2 separate regions of the Mus musculus genome follow, and region 2 is linked to region 1. A link is a contact called in public promoter capture Hi-C data. All regions are on one chromosome and are shown on one strand. Each heading gives the region's core, a stretch centred on a gene start, on an enhancer-like site or on the middle of the called end of the contact. The rest is flanking DNA. Distances are from core to core; before and after follow the strand shown. Region 1 holds the start of Hepacam (hepatocyte cell adhesion molecule). Region 2 overlaps Slc37a2 (solute carrier family 37 (glycerol-3-phosphate transporter), member 2).

Evidence for each region. Promoter capture Hi-C pulls out the DNA fragments that hold promoters and counts their contacts.
Region 2: a contact with region 1 is called in a promoter capture Hi-C map of pre-B cells. The contact joins the enhancer-like site here to the promoter of Hepacam in region 1. A contact is called at or near these places in 2 of 39 promoter capture datasets (the HPC-7 cell line and pre-B cells), 2 of 115 datasets of contacts at active chromatin or transcription factors (double positive thymocytes and embryonic stem cells) and 3 of 9 other capture datasets (adipose tissue, liver and pancreatic islet).

The regions. Positions count from the first base shown.
Region 1 is chr9:37,365,474-37,369,459 of GRCm38.p6, reverse strand. It overlaps Hepacam (hepatocyte cell adhesion molecule), which reads right to left and starts at 1,854. Exons shown (of 7, transcript NM_175189.4): 1 at 1,699-1,854. The coding sequence starts at 1,783.
Region 2 is chr9:37,228,017-37,232,414 of GRCm38.p6, reverse strand. It overlaps Slc37a2 (solute carrier family 37 (glycerol-3-phosphate transporter), member 2), which reads left to right. Exons shown (of 19, transcript NM_001145960.1): 19 at 759-3,266. Among named protein-coding and RNA genes, the nearest start is that of Tmem218, 22 kb to the right of the region's middle. Within about 2 kb of position 2,379, at least 137 of the 459 cell types and tissues checked have an H3K27ac peak or open chromatin away from gene starts, as enhancers often do. A contact at or near this core is called in adipose tissue, double positive thymocytes and pre-B cells, where this site is marked.

The DNA.
Region 1 (3,986 bases), core at 605-3,104:
GATCTTATGTAGCCCAGGCTGTACTCAAACTCACTGTATAGTCAAAGACGGCCTTCGGCCCCTGATCCTCATACCTCTCTCAAGTGCTGAGATTACAAGCATACACCACCATGCCTGCCTCATAACTAACATCTTATTGGCATAGTTTATAATTAAAAAATAGCTTTGATGTGGGCTAACCTACATCTCCTCAAACTCACATGCTGAAGTCCTCCTAATCTCCACCCCAAGCCCTGCACCTCACAATCCGATTTCTTTTGGCAGTGGGGTCTTTTCAGAGACAAGGAATTAAGATGAGGTCATACTGTAGTAGGGTGGATCCACTTCCGCACAAGTCCTTGTAAGACTGGGACATTCGAACACTGACACGCAAACAGGAAAACGCCACCTGAAGGCTGGAATTTTGCTGCCACAAGCCAAAGAAGCCTGGGACAGATCTGTCCTTAGTGCTCTCAGAGGGAGTGTGGCATGTCGGTACTTTGATCTCTAAGGTCTGCTTTTCAGAACTGCAAGACACCAACTTTCTGCTACCTAAGCCGCCTAGTCTGTGTTATTTTGTTTCATGGGCTCAGAGGAATGAAATCGGCCTCCATCCTCATCTATTTTGCCTTGTTTCTCCTTCAGTGCCTCACTGAAGACCAAGAGATCTAAAAAGTAAAACTCACCCTGCCAGTTCCCAAATCAAAGATCATGCAGCGTCCCCATCGACCATTTATAGACTCAGTCTCATTTTCTGAGAAAGGTTTACAAGGCTTCTACTGAACTCAGTTCACACTTTTCCCTAAGCAATGCTGAACTTCTGGGCTCCGCCTAAACACACGATACTATTTCAAGCTCTTGACCTTTGTCCCAACAATAATCTCGCTCACGCTCCTACCTATTTTCCCCGTCTTCTGAGATTCAGTGCATACTTTCTATAAGGAAACATTCCCTGGGTCTCAACGCCCACCAGCATCCTGCCCCACCAGCCCCAGCATCCTGCCCCACCAGCCCCAGCTTCCTGGATGGAGGCAGGTGACTTTTTTTTTTTTTTCTGATTCCTGCTTTTTGTTAAAATGATCTATGTATCCGCTTGCCACATTAAGATGTGCATTTCTAGGTTCCCTGTAATTGTGTGTATGAACATATAAATATCTACAGTACTTAAAATAAGACCAGTTCTCTATAGTGTTACTAGGGGGCGCTACAAGAGGTAGGTGTCTATGGCTTGGAGTAAATTATGACTAGGACTGACTGCTATCCTAAACCAGGAGGCTCATTATCTACAAAGTTTCTTTCATCTTTCACGATGTTTGACACTCAGAGAAGCCACAGTAGAGGTTTGGGAGGTGCAAAACCAAGATTTCCCCTCCCCCTTCTCCCACCAAGAGCTCACATAAGCCCTTAAAAAGAATGCTGGTCTGGCCCACGCCAGCAAGTCATCCCATAAGAAGTGGCATGATGCCTTTCCAGCTAATGTACTGAATGCCGTGGGCGCTCCAAAGTCATGCAGCCTTTCGGGGAGGGGGCCGGGGGCCAGGCGGGAAGCACAGGGAATGAACAGATATATTCAACATTGACTCCTGAATTCACTGAGATGCTTCCCACGGCCACTGAGCGCTCTCCCCTCCTCCAGCCCCGAAGGTATCAGGCTCTGCTCTCCCCTTCCCTCTGTCAAATGCCCCCCAGTTCTTTTCTCTAGACCCTCTGATCTCTTACCTGGCTGGATGAGAAGCAGGTAGACAAAAGGAGAGAGGCGCAGAGCCCTGGAGGCTCTTGACAGGGCTCCCCTTTCTCTCTTCATTTTGGGTGGCGTTCTCCAGCTCTGGTGCAGACAATTAGCATGATTTCTCCACTCCGGGCACGTCCCTTTGTACCACTCGGAGTTTCTCTGCCCGAGCACAACCCTGCCAACTTCCCTCTGAATACACAGAGCTCTGTGTGTTGCTGGCCTTGTTCTCTCCTCTCGCTTTGCTCAGACCTAGCATTTTCTACTTTCCAAGCCCTTCGCCCCTTAGTTTGGACAGGAGTATCTGTTTAGATGTTAATAGCAGGTTCCATCCTATGGGGCTCAGGTGGTCCAGTGGTTCTTGGCTTGTCTTTCAATAAAGTCCCACTCCCAAGGCAGAGGCAGATCTGGGCTCATAAATGTGTTCCAATTTAGAAGGCTCCACCTCACATTCCTCCTTCTGTTTCAGGACGGACTTCTAATAAGAGAGAAAAGGTGGCCGGGTGGGTATGGGAGGGGGTGTTTTTTGGATATCTCGAGAAATGAGAGACGTCAAAGAATTACTGAAGAAGTGGTGTTTTAGCCCACAAGAAGAAAATTGGAAAAGGGTTTGATTTCGGTTACTTTCATGCCTGTTCTAGTTGGGATTGTCTCTTATCACAGGTTCAGATAGATGCTGGGAGTGTCTTTCCAGAGTCCACTGTCATCCCCTTCCCTGCAGTCAGTGCTCTAGGACATGTCAGAGTAAAGATGAGGTTAATGCTCCACACTCCGGCACCCTTGGGTTCTCCCATCAGTGTGATAGCCTAGCCTGCCTCCTGGCCATGCCTTCTCATAAAACGCTCGGTAACTCTGCAGTAATGGAATGGACTCAGTATCTTTGAGCCCTTGAGTTTTACCTCTGTAAAATGGCTAAAACAATGGCCTCCCCGGAGGAATTGTTGGGAGGATTGGTGAAGGTTGCTACAGAACACCCAGCAAATTCTTAGTTAGGAGAAATCATTTAAGTGAGTGTGCCGGGCTCACCCGTAGTCCCAGCACTAAGGAGGCAGAGGCAGGAAGACTGGGAGTTCAAGGCCAATCTGAGGTTCACAGTGATACCCCTGTTTCAAAAAACCGAAACAGGGGCACGCCTGTGATCTCAGCACTTGCAGGGTTGAGCCCTTGGAAAACTGCTCTGAGTTTGAGACAAGTTTGGGCTACATCATGAGTTCCAGGCTGAGCTGGGCTGCAACATGAGACCCCCATCTCAGCAGAATGAAACAGAAACCCCAAATGAATCAACAAAACACCAAAAAAGGGCATTTTATTTCTATTTTATTTTTCTTAGTTACACATGAATATACTTAATCTTAAAGTAAAAATTAGTCTATGTTGATAGACTTAAAATTTGAAAGCCACCCATCAGGCTTCCCCCCTAGTTTTAGTTCCCCCCCTTTAATTTTATGCTAAAACATTTAAATTAAGACAGAATTCATATATCAGGAAATTCACCCTTTTAGAATGTACAGTTCAGTGGCTTTAGTATTTTCACAAGGTTCTGAGACTACCACAAATGTCTAATTTTAGTTAGCTTTCCCTATGTAACACTTCTATTCTTAGTTGTCACTAACTGTATTTCCTCTCCCCAGCCCCATCTACTTTCTGTCTATTTTGCCTGTTGTAGGTATGCTATCTCCGTGACACCATACCACGTGGATTTTGCCTATATGGGTATGCTATCTATATTGATGGCACCACACCTGTTTATGGAACTTTTTATGGAGCTCCCAAACTGTTTTCCAAAGAACCTAACTCATTTACATTCTCGCTAGCAGTTCCCAGGTGGCACTGTAGGACACTTCCCATTGTTGTTTGTCTGTGTTCTTGAGACAGATTGCTTTCCAGCTAGCTATGTAGTGAGGATGGCCTTGGACTCCTGATCTTCCTGCTACCACGTCACTCGTATTGGAATTTCAAGTATGCACCACTCTGCCTTATTTTATCAGCCCTCTCCCTTTTAAAAAAGCAACTTAAAAATATTTTTTAATCCTTTGACTACTTTCTACATGTATATAGTATATTTTGTTCATTTCCCCCTCCCATTACCTTCTCTTATCCCCCCCCCCCCCAAAATCATCTGAGAAGGCATTCTTCCCAAGAAATCTTCCTCCTTCCTCCTAATTTCATATCTTTGGGTGTGTGTGTGTGTGTGTGTGTGTGTGTGTGTGTGTGTGTGTGTGTGTGTGTATGACCAAGCAAGGGAACAAAGTTTATTGAAGACAAAAGAAACGGCTGA
Region 2 (4,398 bases), core at 1,130-3,629, 140 kb after region 1:
AGGCAGGGAAGCAGGAAGCAGGGGTGCATGTGCAGGCATTCACAGGGTCTGCCCCGCCCCGCCCTGCCCTGCTCTGGAGGACGGGAGCAGGGGACTGGACAGCATGAGTTTTCTCTGTTCACCTACATTCTCTGGGCTAGGCTTGAAGGGAGCCAGGAAGAGAAAGAAAAGCAGAAAGGGAGAAAAGTATGTAGTGATCTGGAGTGGAGGCCAGGCTCACCTCCCTGTGGCTCACCTCTTAGCCTCCTTGAGAGGCAGGTATTCTCATTTGAAGTGAGGAGCCAGTCCTGGCAGAACCTAAAGCGGAACCCAGGTTTGTGGAGGTAGCTTGTCTTTCTGGGCACTGCAGCTCTCCCAGGCTGGTTCTTCCTGGCAGGCCCATTAAGAAATGGCTGGGACAAGGAGAGCTCTAGGCTGAGAACCTGAAGTCCCTGAGGTTCTTGGTTTCTCTGTACACTCACCTCTATCTAAGACCTTGGCAGACTCCTCAGGCTCTGCATCATTGAACATAATGGGGGTGTTTTCCTCAAATGCCTGTCAGGGTTGGTCTGAGGCACAGAGAGAATGAGATAGGGAGTGATGCTTTTTGTGAAGTGGCCAAATGTGGCAGAAACACTTTGTTTCCCATATTATTCTGGCTTGTTAGTGCCTGCCCAACAAGTAAAGGGGAACCCTAATTACGAACAGTAGACATGAAAGGCAGAAGCTTATTAAGTTGTGGCTTACTTTCTCTTCCATCCCACCCTCTGTTCATGCAGGTACAAACAAATTTGAGGCCTCAATTGGAAGAGCAACATGGGCCACCCCTGCTGGGTACCCAACTTATGAGCAAGAGAATGGAAGCTTCCATCACAGGGAGAGGCAAAGCCTCCTGATCTAACTGGTCTAGCCCCAAGCTACATTGCCACTAAGGAAGGGTACAGAAAACTCTATGGGAAGGGGCTGCTGAGCACCAAGCATGGGAACATGGCAGACTTCAAGGCCTGAGCTCTGGGAACTGCAATCAGAAGGAATGGGCTGAAAGCAGAAAGGAAGGACAGGTTCAGACTCTTGCTTGTTTGGATTCCAAGGCCTGGAAAAGGTGCATCTCTCCTTCCCATGTTAAATTATAAACCTCTGTAATTATCCTGTACCTATGAGGGATTTCACCTTGTTTCAAAGGTGCTGGGCCTCTCTCTCTCTCTGTTTCTGTCTCTGTGTCTGTCTCTGTCTATGAACTATTCTTTCTGTATTTCTCCAAGTAGGACCCTGTTGATCTATCCTCCACTCGATCCTGTTGATAACTCAGCCACTTTGAAGCATTAGTGCTGCCTTTGCAGAGTCAAGGCTTGGATGGGGTACGGGAGCTGTCATAAGTACTAAATGTAGGGGAACTTGCTCTCGGGCTCTTGACCGTGTCCACCCTCAGAGCCCAGTACCTTCCTTGCCTCACTCTTAAGATGCCTCAGTGGATGAAGACATCAGGGTCAGTTTGGTGAAGACTAAGGTGTTGTATACAACTGCAAATGCCAGTGTGAATTAAGCACTGGGTGCTCAAGTCATGACAGCTGTCCTTTAAGAACAAACAGGAAGTGGCTATGGGAAGAACTTAACCCTGAACATAGGTGCCAAGTTTAGCAAGAAATGAAGATACCACTGGAAACATCTGCGTAACTGCTACTGAGCAGTTGCTAGGAGACACCTTGCAGCCACCCTCTGCCTGGTGTTCTGATGCCCCTTCCTTCCGCTCTTGAGTCCTGGTTCACGACATGCCAGGCTGACTCCTGGCATTTCCGCCTGACCTCTAAGCTGCCCATCAGCACCAATACAGATTTCCTTTGCCAACTGTGCCACTGCTTATCCTTGGTAGGGCCTGGCATAGCAGCAGCCATGGGGCTCGTGAGGGGCAGTAAAGCATTGTCACATGAACAACAAAGATTGGTGTTCTGGGGCTGCGACAGCTGTCTTTCCCAGAGGGCATTGCTCATGACATTGATAACACTGTGCAATCCAGCAGGAGCCTAGACCCCCATACAAGATACATCCATTGCATTTACTAGGATGTTGTGTCAGTCAGTGTGTTAGCTAGATACACTGGCCTCAGCAATAAAATATAAAGCTCACTTGCCTGGTTCTCACTTTAGTCCTGCAGGAAGCAGTCAGTCAGGCACATCTTATCCTCAGGACCTGGTACAGGGCAGGGGCTGGCACATGGTAGTCTGCTCAGTGTTCACAAATCCCTCAAGACCAGAAAGACTGACCTTATGTGGAAAGGACAGACTTTAAGGCAAAGCTGTGTTACTTCTGTAGGCCACTAGATGGTGATAGCATCCCGTAGTAGAGTCCAGGGCAGGCAGGGTTGCTATTCCTTCCTCTGCAGAGAAGGAAGACTCTGCTTTCCTGACACAGCCTCTTGAGAGATCAGTGTGGGAGGAGTGGTTCTAGGAGGTCTTCTCTATCTCAGCCTCATTACTTACCACATTCTTCCTGTCTCCTCATCTACACAGGGGAATAACATTGCTCAAGGCATGGGACTGGTGTGAAGGGAGATAAGTGTTAGTCACACTTGCTGCTCTTGTCTCCTTTGCAGAGAAGACAGACTATGAAAATAGAAACAACACAAGCTACAAAGCAATGACCTCAGTTGAGGGCTACATCATTCATTAGTTCAGACCTGATGCGACAGGACTGGTGGGCAGGGCCAGTAGGGGCGATCCTGGTGGCTTCACGTGTGACAGTATTTGAAGGAAGAATCCAAGGGCCTTGGATGATCAATATGAAAAGGCAGTGAGAAGCAGAAGACAGAAGAAGCTAATATAAATCTTGTCATGCTGTCCTATGCTGGGATAAGGACCAGAGCATGGACACACGCACACATGCACTCCAGGCAGGCAAGAGAGTCATTAGAAAGCTTCAAAAGATTTGTGAGAGCCCAGAGCCAGGCTTCAAAAATGAAGGCTTAGGCTGGAGGTGTAAGAAGAGGGTTGGAGAAAACCCCAAAGGCTGAGGATCACCACCCCCATGGACCGTTCTGCACTCGCTTGCCAGGCCAGGTTCTCTGCACCCTCCTCATCCCCCCAACACGCCAGCTCTGCGCACAGTTTGTTCACTAGAGGCCTGGTACCTGTCTTCTCTCAGGCCTCTGCACTCACACGGGGCTAATGCAGGAACATTACCTTAATTAGTTATTCATTTAATTTAACTTCACATTTGGTCTCAATTAAGCTTAAAATGTTCTTCCTTATAGATGCTACAATAGCACGTGTAATTAAAAGGCAATAACTCTTTGTGTTTCTCCTTTAGAGACCCACTGGGAGGCTGGGCTAGTGTGTATGAGGAGTGGCAGGTGGGAAGTAGCTGGAAGGGAAAGAGCCTCTTGTAGAGCTGAGAATTTTAAGGCTTCACTGAAGGAGTGAGGAAGGACCTAAACATGGGACCAGACAGAGGGTGGGGAGGGCCGCTGCAGGGAGCCATGAGACCTAGACAAAGCAACCGACCTTGTCCACGAGGCTATGGGAATAAGGGAGGTTTGGGGGTGGAAGGAGGCCATCCTTACAGCTAAGAAATGGAACCCTATATCCTGTAGAAGGTGTAATGCCTCCCCCCCCCCAGACTGTCTACACCCTAATTCTTAGATCCCATAAATATATTGTGCTACATGATAAACGAGACTTCTTGAGATGGGTTGTCAACTGAGCCCAGGATAACTACAAGGCTCTCATGAATGACAGTGAGGCAGGGGTGGAAAACAGTGGAAGATGTTACATTGCTGATTTCTGAATGCAGAAAGGGCTCATCAACCCTGGAATGTGAGGGACTTCTAGAAGCTAAAGAATGCAAATAGGTCCTCCCCTAGAATCTCTCCTACAGTATTGTCCTTAGCCCTGTGAGACAGTAAGATAATACATGTGCATTGTTCTAAGCCATGTGAAGTTTGTAATGTTTTACAGCAGCAATAGCAAACTCATACGCATCATTAGTGCAAAACAGGCATGACCGACTTACAGTCAGAAGCATAGAAAAACTGGAGCTCCCAGTGCTGGGAAGCTGGCTCAGTGGGTAAAATGCTTGCCGGGTAAGCATGAGGACCCGAGTTTGACTCCCAGAACACGCTCGAAGAAGAAAAGTATGGGGGCAAGTTAATTGTCCAGCACTCGAGAGGCAGAAACAGGAAGATAGTAAGCTCCAGACAGTGAGAATTTACCTAAGACAAACAAAAATCAAGATGGATGGCATCTGACAATGACACCTGAGGTTAACTTATGGCCTCCACATGCATACATATCCACCAGGCATGTGCACGTGCATGAGCCAAAAACCTCAAAGATTAACAGGTATACAGGGGTGGCCACATAGCACCGAGTACAGCAGCATCCTTACCATCCTTTTAGAAATAACTCTAAAGGGGATGTGCCCTCT